2 separate regions of the Mus musculus genome follow, and region 1 is linked to region 2. The links are chromatin contacts, called in public Hi-C maps. All regions are on one chromosome and are shown on one strand. The core of a region is the stretch at or near the end of the contact, and the rest is flanking DNA. Distances in the headings are between cores, read along the strand shown. Region 1 overlaps Stim1 (stromal interaction molecule 1). Region 2 overlaps Stim1 (stromal interaction molecule 1).

Region 1 (4,905 bases), core at 952-3,451, 78 kb after region 2:
GTAGAGGCTGGCAGATCTCTGAGTTCAAGGTTGATCTACAGAGTGAGTTCCAGGACAGCTGGGGCTACATAGAGAAACCCCGTCTTGAAAAAAATAAGTCATAACACTCAGGAGGCAGGAGATCCAGTCTTGTTTGTCTACATAGTGAACTCCAGGAGGACGGCCAAGACTACATAGAGATACCCTCTCTCAAAAAGGGAAGTGGCCTCAAGTGGTAGTATGCTAGCCCAATATACATGAAACTCTAGGTAATATTCTCAGTAGAACAGTGTGAATCATGTATAATGACACACTCCTGTAAGCTAAGCACTTAGGAAATAGGGGCAAGAGAGTTAGGAGTTCAAAATCATTCTTGGTTACATAGAGACTTAGAGGCCACTTTTAGCTACCTCAGATCCTGCTTCAAACAAACATTCTCTTTAGATAGCTCCTTTTGAAATCTTTCCTGAAAAACCACAGTCTAGATACTGTGTGTTGTGTCCCCCTGACTTCTTATGTTTATATCATCATTGCACTTAACACATTAATTACAGCCTGTTACCCTGCCAGTTTCCCTATCAGTTTGCTTGAAGTCAGCATTTTATATGATCCCACTTTCTAACACTTAGTACTGAAATCAGCTCAGATTAGGAAAGAAGTCAAAAGTTTGTCCTTGTCTCTACCATTGTCCCATCTTACTTTTTCACATCCCAAAGCTTCAAGGTTGTCCTGCTGCTGTGCAGCCACCCCGCCAATATTTCTCTAGCCTGATTTTCTCTGTGCTTTGTTGTAGCTCTGTATGGGGCCTTTAATAGTATGTCCTTATGGTGTTTAATAGACCAGAGGCTTGCATAGTAACCTAGTGGAGTGGGCCTCTCGTCGGAGGCCTAGGCCCAAGACCCAGATATTTTCACAATGATGTTTTGGGGTTTGATATTGACATCATACTAGGAACTAAGATTCCCAGATGGCAGTAGGAAGGGAACCTCTTAGACAACTCAGTTCCAGGTTACATCCCATCCTTAGGAGGAGCCATTTTGGGAGGATTGTATAGCTGGTTTGTTCATAGAATAGATTAGAAAACTCAGTTGTTCAACTAAATTTAAAATCTTTTATTTTGTGTATATGGGTGCTTTGCTTGCATGTATGGCTGTGCACCATGTGTATGCCTGGAGCCCATAGAGGCCAGAAGAGAGTGTCAAATCTCCAGAGAAGGAACTGGAGTTACAGAGGGCTGTGAGCTACCACGTGAGTGCTGGGAATGAACCTAATTCCTGCGGAAGAGCAGACAGTGTTCTTAACCACTGAACCATCTCTACTGCCCCTTTTTAATTTTTTAGGTTAGCCTACAAGTAAGCTTTGTGATGCCTTTTCTGTCAACTAGTTCCATGTCTCTCTCAGCCTCCTTATCACCTTATTTCTCAAAGAGAGCACTTACCACACTGTCTTATTCATTCATTTACTCTTGCAAGTTCATTCAGAGAGAGCTCTTAAGGATGGAGTTCATGAAGATTCATCTCTGTGCTCGTGATGCACCCTAGCAGCTTCAACAGGGAGTACTAATAAAATATTGATGAATGAGTGAATAAACAAATGGTGATGATAGCAGATGTAGCTGAGGCAGGTCTTGAATACCTGATCCTTCTGGCTCCACCTCCCAAGTGCTGGGATCCCAGGTTTGTACCACCATTGTTGGCCAGCTACTATTTCTTTAGCACTTACTATTGGAAAAGAGGTTCCTTATGTCTTTACCACACCATCTAAAAACTCTACTTATCACCATTTTATAAGTAACAAAAATGAGACTGGGATCTTACATTTAATAAGTGATGTTTGGTTCAAGACACATGATTACAAAGCCCACATTTGTAACTGTCAGGCCATATTTGACTGTCAAACCAGATGACTAACTGAGGTTGACGAGGTGACCAGCCAGTGCACTAATAGCTGTGTGAGGAGACTCAAAAAGGGGTTGGCAACTCCCCTAATAGACGTCGTTCTCTTGGGGTGAGGGTTTGAAACCACAGAAGTAGATGAGGGCTTCATCTACAGGCGCCACAAGTCCATTATAGGAAAGAGATACTGACTCAGGACTCGTTTCTTATTGCGTATTCTTTCCCTGGCAAGAGAAAAGATTGGCCAAGGCCCAGGATCTGCCTCGGCACATGCCTGGAGGATAGCTATAGCTGGAGTGCTAGGAGGGACTTATTGTTCCTTCCGCTGATGTGCCCTTACCCCACGTATCCACATGACTCACAGCTCCACCTCAGCTAATCAGATGGCACGGCAGCAGAGAGGCCTTTCCTTCCTTAAAAAGACTTTTCTGTTTACATTTATTCTCTTACTGCTTAGTTTTTCTTAATTGTACTGTATTACCACTTGATGTTTTTATTGTAGATTTTTCATTTTTATATATTTATTATATTATTTATTTGTTTTTAAGACATGGTATTACTATGTAACCCTGGCCAGCTTGGGACTTGCTATGTAGACCAGCTAACTTTGAACTCACAGAGATCCATCTACCTCTGCCTGGGTTAAAAGCATGGGACTATAATGCCAGCTTCTTTTACTGTGTAAGAGGTCAGAGGATGGTTTGCAGGAGTTGCTCTTTTCCTTTCACTTTGTAAGACCCAGGAACTGAAACTCAGTTTGTCAGGCTTGATAGCAAGTGGTTTTTAGGTACTTTTACCTACGGAGCATCTCATGGACTCAGTTCGGACCGTCTTTTTTGCCTTTCCTCTCAGAATCATAAACACCAGAGGATCTGTGACTTTTGTATTCTCCTATATTTCTAGGTCCTGGAGTAGGTTCTAGTAAGTAGGGGGTGTTTAATAATTACCTCCATGAATTATCCTTGAGTTGGAGATGGCCTACTTTCAAGAACTTATCATTTAGCTTCAGCAGCTTCTTATTTTCCTTGTCCTTATTTATGACCTTGGACTCCAGACAAACTGGAATCTGTGTTCTCTGTGCATGACCCACACTTTGTAGTTCTGGATATTGCTCTTATTTCTTTCTTTGGTGGTTCTGAATCTCTGTTTACCCAAATTCTGATCATGCTATTTTTAAATGTATTTTTATTTCATATGCATTGTTTTCCCTGCACGTGTCTGTGTGACGGTGTCAGGTCCCCCGGAACTGGAGTTGCAGACAGTGTGAACTGGCATGTCGGCGCTGGGAATTAAATCCAGGTCCTTTGGAAGAGAACTCGATGCCCTTAACAACTGAGCTATCTTTCCAGCCCCACTCTATTTTTTAAAAGGAGTATTTATTTATTCTTTTACTTAGTATGTGTGTGTGTGTGCTTGAATGAGTTTATGTACACTATATGTGTGGAACTGGAATTCCTGTTGTGAGACCTGTGATGTGGGTGTGAACTGAATCAGGGTCCTTTGTAAGAGCAATGAGCTAGCTCCCTTAACTGTGGAGCTAGATCTCCAGGCAATGCACTCCTTTTTAAAATAAATGTATGTGCAGGCAATTACTACTGATAGATATTGCTAGATTGTAAGCTATAGTACTTGAAATAGGGAACTCCTTCTTAGCTCTGCTCTGTTTCCAGGGCCTAGCTTGGAAGAGTACTAAATAAATGTTTATTGAGTGGCAGAATGAATATTTTAAAGAAAGGGAAATTTTGGCTCATATCAGTTAAGTCATTTATCCCAAATTGTCCATGTTAGATGAGATGGAAATTAAAGTCTTTAGCTTCAAATTTATATTATATATTTTATAATACAAAGCTAGCAGGGCCAAGCCTAGACACACATGCCTGTAATCCTAGAATGTGGGAAATGGAGACTGGAGGATCAGGAGTTCAAGGCCAGCCTTAGTTACATAGTGAGATTGAAGATAGCGTAAGCTCTATGTTTCTCTTGTTTCAAAAAACAAAACTAACCAAGCAACCAGACATATCCAGAAACAAAGAGATTGGAGATGACAGTTACTTGTCTTGTAGATTCTTACTTTCTTTTAAAACTTTTATTTTTGAGAATCTTTCACATGCATGCAATGAAATATTATCTCATGTAGTCCTCCGTCCTCCTAAGCACCCCTGATTCTAACACTCAGTTTGCCAACTTCTTGCTTGTTTGTTTTAATAATACACACATACACACACACACACACACACACACACACACACACCCCACACACACCACACACACACACACCACACACACCACACATACACACACACACACATACACACACACGTTGGGGCTATCTACTGGAACATAAGAACCTACCAGTGGCACCATATATATTCAATAAATCATGTTCTCCCGATATCTACAAGTGTATCTTTCTTTTGAGTGTTGTTATAATCTCTAGAGTTTAGTCTTTTCTTATTCTGTATAGTGTTGTTCATCATTTTGCCTATAGATGATGTCTTTGATATTCTAGGGACCACACAAGACAGGATTGGTGAGGTGCATGGTTTTAGGATACTGTTTTCCTGGTCTAATGTCCTCTTGGGGTTTGGACATTCTTGTCACCTGTAATCTGTACCTGATCTCTTATAAGCTCTTCTTGCCAAGTTCTGTAGTCTCATATTGTCAGCAGCCACTCTATACTTGCTGTGTATGGCCTTTTTCCTTCCTTGGCCAGAGATTCTTTCCATTTTGGGGTGGGGGGTGTTGAGAATGTAGTCTGAGCCTGATGGTGCATGCCTGTAATCCTATCACTCTCAGAGTACAGACGTCCTTCACTTCATAGCAAGTATGAGGACCTATATTGTCTATATGAGATCCTATCCCAAACAAAACAAAAACACTAACAATACTAAAAAAGTGGAATGAGAAAGTAGAATAAGACTTAACTTTCAGGTACTTGACTCTTAGGCATCAGAGGCCCTGGTGTCTCAATTAGATTGTTGCATGAGATCATGCTGAAACTCAGAGTTGCTATCAGAGATACAGATAACAT
Region 2 (5,455 bases), core at 1,362-3,861:
GAAAATATCTGCTACTTGGGGAGATAAGTTTTAAAGATCCTGAGATAAAAAGAAATACATAGCTGAGAATGATGAAAGTGGTAGTGGAAACCATCAAAGCTGGGAGAGATCTACTGAGTAGTTTAAAAACTAGGGACGGAGTTGAGAATAGAGCCTGAGGACCTCTGATGTATTCTGATAGAAGTTAAGCAGCCTGAGGAGGAGCAGTCGGAGAGAAAGTTCATTCTGGGACGCCAGATGAACAATCTCTAACAGGGAAAAGTGTCGGTTGTAGCAGAGAACAAGTAGGGTGAGCCCTGAAATGAAGCTACTGAGTCTGGTGACCTTAGTGATAACAGCTTCCGTGGAGGGTGGGGACGGAAGCTAGACTGCTGTGGCTGAAGACAGAGGCAACAAAAGACTTCTCATCTGAAGGGAAGGAATAGGATAATTGTTTCTAAGAGAGGGTTTGACGATCTTATTTCTTCATAAGTTGGAGGGAGTATAGCGAACTGAGCTGATAAAAAGTTAAAAGGAGAAGAAATTAGTAATTGTAATCAGTGAAGGTGCTGGGGCTCTCAGAATAGGCCATTTATTGTGGCGCTGTAAACTTCACTGCACTGTGCAAGCCTGCAGCCATTAGGTGTGAAATAGACAGGGAAACCTTGTCTTTTATAGTAAGCATTTACAACACCACTTACTAGGTTACTTCTGGATGACAGACATTTTTTGTAGGTTCTAATGTTCACACAGGACCCCAAAGTGAGCATTTTTACTGTTTGTGCAATGAATAGATTTAGAAGACATACACTAATTAATAGTGGAGCCAAACTTCAGTTGGGTCTTTAAAATGGGCTCCTGCTTCACACTGCTATTTTTTCAACTAGAGGTTTAATGTTTTGACTCTTGAGTACCCTTGCAAGGGCCAGATATGAATGGTTCAGAGGGAAAAGGATAGAATTTGGGAACTGGTACTTGCCTAGAGGGGATATGACTTCATTTCTGGCATTGAAGGAAGGTATTCATCTGGTTTTCCTTTAATTTTATTTTCAATTATAATAAAGTAAATAAATATGATAAAATAAAAACGTTATTTTTTATTTTTAATTGTGTATATACATATGTGGCTTTGGGGGATATGTGCAAATATTGACTTCCCTAGAGCTGGAGTTACAGGCAGTGTGAGCTCCTTGACATAGACTAGGAACTGAACTTAGATCCTCTACAAGAGCAATACGTGTTCCTAACTGTAAGGTTATGGGTCCCGAGTCTGCTCTGCCATACAGCATAGCCACTCTGGGAGGTACAACATAGGAGTTAACTGCACTTAGGGCAGCCCCAGGACAAGGCTTGGGGGGGTCCCCAGGCCTGCCACTAGGCTGGGGCCATCTGGTTCTCAGGCCCCTGGAAGCCTCGAAAGAGCTGAGAACAGAGAGGGGGCCTAGATGAGGGGGGTGGGTGGGTAGGGAGCTCAGACTGATGGCAGGCAGGCTTGAGCTTGGGCTTTGCGGTCGTGGCTGGGAGCACAGAGAGAACTTCTATGGGAGATTAGACTGCGGCTCTATGGGTTAACGTCTTCTCCATGGCTCCTCATGGCGGATCCCGGTGAAAAGAGGCAGTCCATGGTTTTAAGGCATTTATTGTCCTGGCAGAAAGTGGATGTGTAAAACCGTACCCCACTTCTCAGGGTGGGCCTGAGGTTAAATACCTTTTGCAGGGGAGGAGTGTGAAAAGAAAGCTTATTGGCTAAGCCCTCCAGGCCTTAAATACCTCATTAAAATGGAGATCTGTCTTGAGCCTGCATGTCCTCTAAAAGTGGAGGGACTTGGGAGTGTTGCCCTTATGGCCACAAATCTGTGGGGAGCTGCAGCTAATGACAGGGGCCTGGTACCTGGGAACAGGGGAAGCACCTATGGTCCCTTCAGGGTTTCCCTTTAGGGCTTCTGGGGCTTCTGGGGCTTCAAACCTTAGCTCAACTGGTCACCAAGCTACCTTCACGGTCCCACACTAACCACTGAGCCATTTCTCTAGCCACTTTCTGAAACCTTTTACCAGAGCCTTAGAGGTACTAAAAGTTGCAATTTGTATGCTTTTTTTTTTTTTTTTTTTTTTTTTTACAGAGAACAAACAAACAAACCAACCCGAGGGCACCAGGCACTCCTTTAGTGGGAGTAGTTCCTTGTGCTACTTTAGTTTGTACAACATTTCAACCGTGGAGCTTGATCCTTTTGACAAACTACTTGTGAAGAGTTAACTAAGCTATAGAATGATAACCGCTTGGCAAAAGGCATATGCTAAGTGCCCTGAGAAGTATTTTTATGTGAATTGTGTAATTAGATCAGGAGAAAGAACAAGCACTAAGAATCAGAAGACATTATTCTCAGTCTATGTGAAAACTAGTTTACCTTCTGGGAATTCCTTCTGCAGTCCTTCCCTATTAGTTACTACATTGTTACTGCGATTGATAGAATACCATAACCCAAATAGCTTATACAAGACAGACTTTATTTTGGCTTACAGAACCAGAAGGCTAGATGTCTGTAATGGTGGGAAAGGCATGGTGGCAAGACCAGGAAGCAGAGAGATCACATATTAACCACACAGGAACCAGATAGTGTAACCAGGAAGTAGGGGAGGGACAGTTTGTATAAAGAGTATACCTATCACACTATGTAGTTCCTTCACGATGAGGGTGCAGCTTAGTGTTAGAGTGCTTGTATAACATGTTCAAGGCTGTGGTTTAGATCCAGTACTGAGAAGAAAAGCAGAAAGCAAAACCAAACAGTAACAATAACAAAACCAAGCAAAACTAAAATACTTCCATTACTCCAAAAGAATATCTTTTTATGTTTTAAAGCAGTTTTCCCCCATTTTCTCCTCCTCCTAATAACTATCAATAGGGTTTACCTGTTCAGAGTGTTTCATACCGGTGGAATTATAATGTCTGTAACCCTCTGTGAATACCTTCTTTAGTTTAGTAGAAGAAATTGGAGGTTCGTTGTCCTGGTTAGTTTTCTGTAACTTTAATTTTTTTAAAACCTATTTTTTTTAAAAAACATAATTTTTATTAGATATTTTCTTCATTTACATTTCAAATGCTATCCCCAAAGCCCCCTATACCCTACCCCCCATCCTGCTCCCCAACCCACCCATTCCTGCTTCCTGGCCCTGGCATTCCCCTGTACTGGGTGGGGCATATGATCTTCACAAGACAAAGGGCCTCTTCTCCCAATGATGGCTGACTAGGCCATCCTCTGCTACATATGCAGCTAGAGACACAGTTCTGGGGGTACTGGTTAGTTCATATTGTTGTTCTTCCTATAGGGTTGCAGACCCCTTTGGCTCCTTGGGTACTTTCTCTAGCTCCTTCATTAGGGGCCCTGTGTAAAAACCTATTTTTAATGATGGTTTTTAAACACTTTAATCTCCTTTGTAGTCCACCACCCACTAGAGGTAATGGAAAAGTGAAAGTGGGGAAGGGAATCTGTTTAGAAAGGTTCTCTGGAACAACTCTGTTCATAGGTTAGTAGGGGTGGTTCGATCCACTAGCAAACATTTTACAGATATACAAGCAGTCTAGTTCGGTAAAGTCAGGATAGCAAACACGAATCAGCAGTGGTGGCATTACCTAGTAGAGACAGCCAGGCCTCAGCCTTAGCATGAGTCAGTAGGAGAACCAACAGAAACACCAGGAAAAGTTCTTGGCTGTGCCTCTCATCGAACCAAAGATCAGCGAAGATTCAAGACCAACAATCGTGAGACCAACAAGTGTTGCACAGCTATCTCTATAAGCAAGCTAGCTCAGCCTCCATCACTGTCCATTGAGTCCTATTTATACTCCCCAAACACCATATGTTCTCCACGGGTCTTGCCTCAGCACTTGCGTCTGTCTCAGCTGACACCACTCTGCCAATCAGCCCAAATCTGCAGAAGTAGCAAGAAACTGCAGCACACCACCAGATTTTTTTTTTTTTTTTTTGGTGCATTTTTCTCTATGGAGTCCTGACAAATGCAGATCAATTACACAATGTAAGGCAGACCAATACATGTGAGTAGCAAAGAATCCCTCATCACATGTCTTCTCACTTGCTTTAGCAGAACATCCTTTCTCCTGTGTCTGCTTCAGCGAAAAGTTCCTTCATGAGTCTGCCTTAGCCTTCAGTCCACTTCAGCTAAATAAATGTTCCTTCATGTGTTTGCCCCAGCGAAACATCATCCAATACAACTGATTTTCCAAATAATCCTTAAGTTTCCACTGCAGTTTTCATTGTTGATTTGACACAATCTGAATTTGTCACTAGGAAGAAGGAACCCCAGTAGAAGAATTTCTTCCATCAGATTAGCCTGTGGGCCGTGTCTGTAGGGGCATTTCCTCTGTCTCTAATTGTTGTAGGTGGGCTCAGCCTACTGTGGGCAGTACCATCCCTAGGCTATATAAAAAATGCTAGTTTAGCATACAACAGGGAGCAAACCAGTACACAGTGCTCCTCTTTGCTTTCTGCTGGAGTTACTGGCCTGATTTCGTTGGACTGTGATCTGGAAGTATAAGGTGAAATAAGTCTTTTCTTTTCTAACTTGCTTTTGGTCATTGTGCTTATCACAACAATAGAGAGCAAACCAGAACATTCATCACCATTGTAACGTGTCAGTATTTCATTCCATTTAAAGAAAACCTTTTGCGGTAAGACCTCACTGTGTATCCCAACTAACTTTGTACTCATGATCACGATTCTTCTGCCTTCTTGGTGTGGGATTACAGGCGTGTGCCACCATGCTGGGTTTGATTGGATCCTTGTACTTAGATTCGACGTAGCAAAACCAAAGGTAACTTTGAACGCCTTAGTCTTCTTTCTTTACCTCCCAAGTGCAGCGGTCGCAAATGTATGTTACCATGTTTGCTTTGATCTATTCAAGAAAGTTTTATTTTTTATTATTTTTTGCTATTTTTGATATAATATGTGAAACATAAAGTTTGCCACCTTGGTAGTTTGTAGTTGTACAATCAAACCAGGTATGGTGGCACACCTCTTTAATCTCAGTATTTGGTGAGATGGAGGTAGAAGGACCAGGAGTTCAAAACAGAACTGCATGGTAGTTCATACCTGTAATCTTAGTATTCCAGAGGCAGAGGCAAGAAGATTGCCACAAATTTGAGGCCAGTTTTGTTCATGTAGTTAGTTCCAGGGCAGCCTGAATTAGGAAACCTTGTATTAAAACCAGACCAAACCTAACATACAAATAAAAAAACAGTATGAAATTCAGTGGTAATAATTATCACACCTGTGATCCTGACCCTAACCCTAATCCTAACCCTACTCCTAACCAGTGATACAGTAGACTTGTTTTTTTTTTTGTTTTTTTTTTTTACATATTATTTGTTTGAATTGCTTCCAGTTTGTTTTCAATTTTTGGGGGAGTGGGGAGTAGGATTGTGAGGTAATGTGTTACTATAAAGTTTTTTTTGTTTGTTTGTTTG

The links. Hi-C and Micro-C count contacts between places; a contact is called where the count stands out from the background.
Region 1: a contact with region 2 is called in a Hi-C map of group 2 innate lymphoid cells, with 1.9 times the contacts expected there. The contact joins two enhancer-like sites. A contact is called at or near these places in 2 of 15 datasets of contacts at CTCF or cohesin (CD8 T cells and the NIH/3T3 cell line), 2 of 484 Hi-C or Micro-C datasets (embryonic fibroblasts and group 2 innate lymphoid cells), 5 of 115 datasets of contacts at active chromatin or transcription factors (the 230-238 cell line, CD8 T cells, embryonic stem cells and 2 more) and 1 of 9 other capture datasets (embryonic stem cells).

Annotation. Positions count from the first base shown.
Region 1 is chr7:102,393,905-102,398,809 of GRCm38.p6, forward strand. The region is part of intron 3 of Stim1 (stromal interaction molecule 1); the gene reads left to right. Among named protein-coding and RNA genes, the nearest start is that of Rrm1, 45 kb to the right of the region's middle. Within about 2 kb of position 2,202, at least 59 of the 459 cell types and tissues checked have an H3K27ac peak or open chromatin away from gene starts, as enhancers often do. A contact at or near this core is called in group 2 innate lymphoid cells, where this site is marked.
Region 2 is chr7:102,315,355-102,320,809 of GRCm38.p6, forward strand. The region is part of intron 1 of Stim1 (stromal interaction molecule 1); the gene reads left to right. Among named protein-coding and RNA genes, the nearest start is that of Stim1, 50 kb to the left of the region's middle. Within about 2 kb of position 2,612, at least 51 of the 459 cell types and tissues checked have an H3K27ac peak or open chromatin away from gene starts, as enhancers often do. A contact at or near this core is called in group 2 innate lymphoid cells, where this site is marked.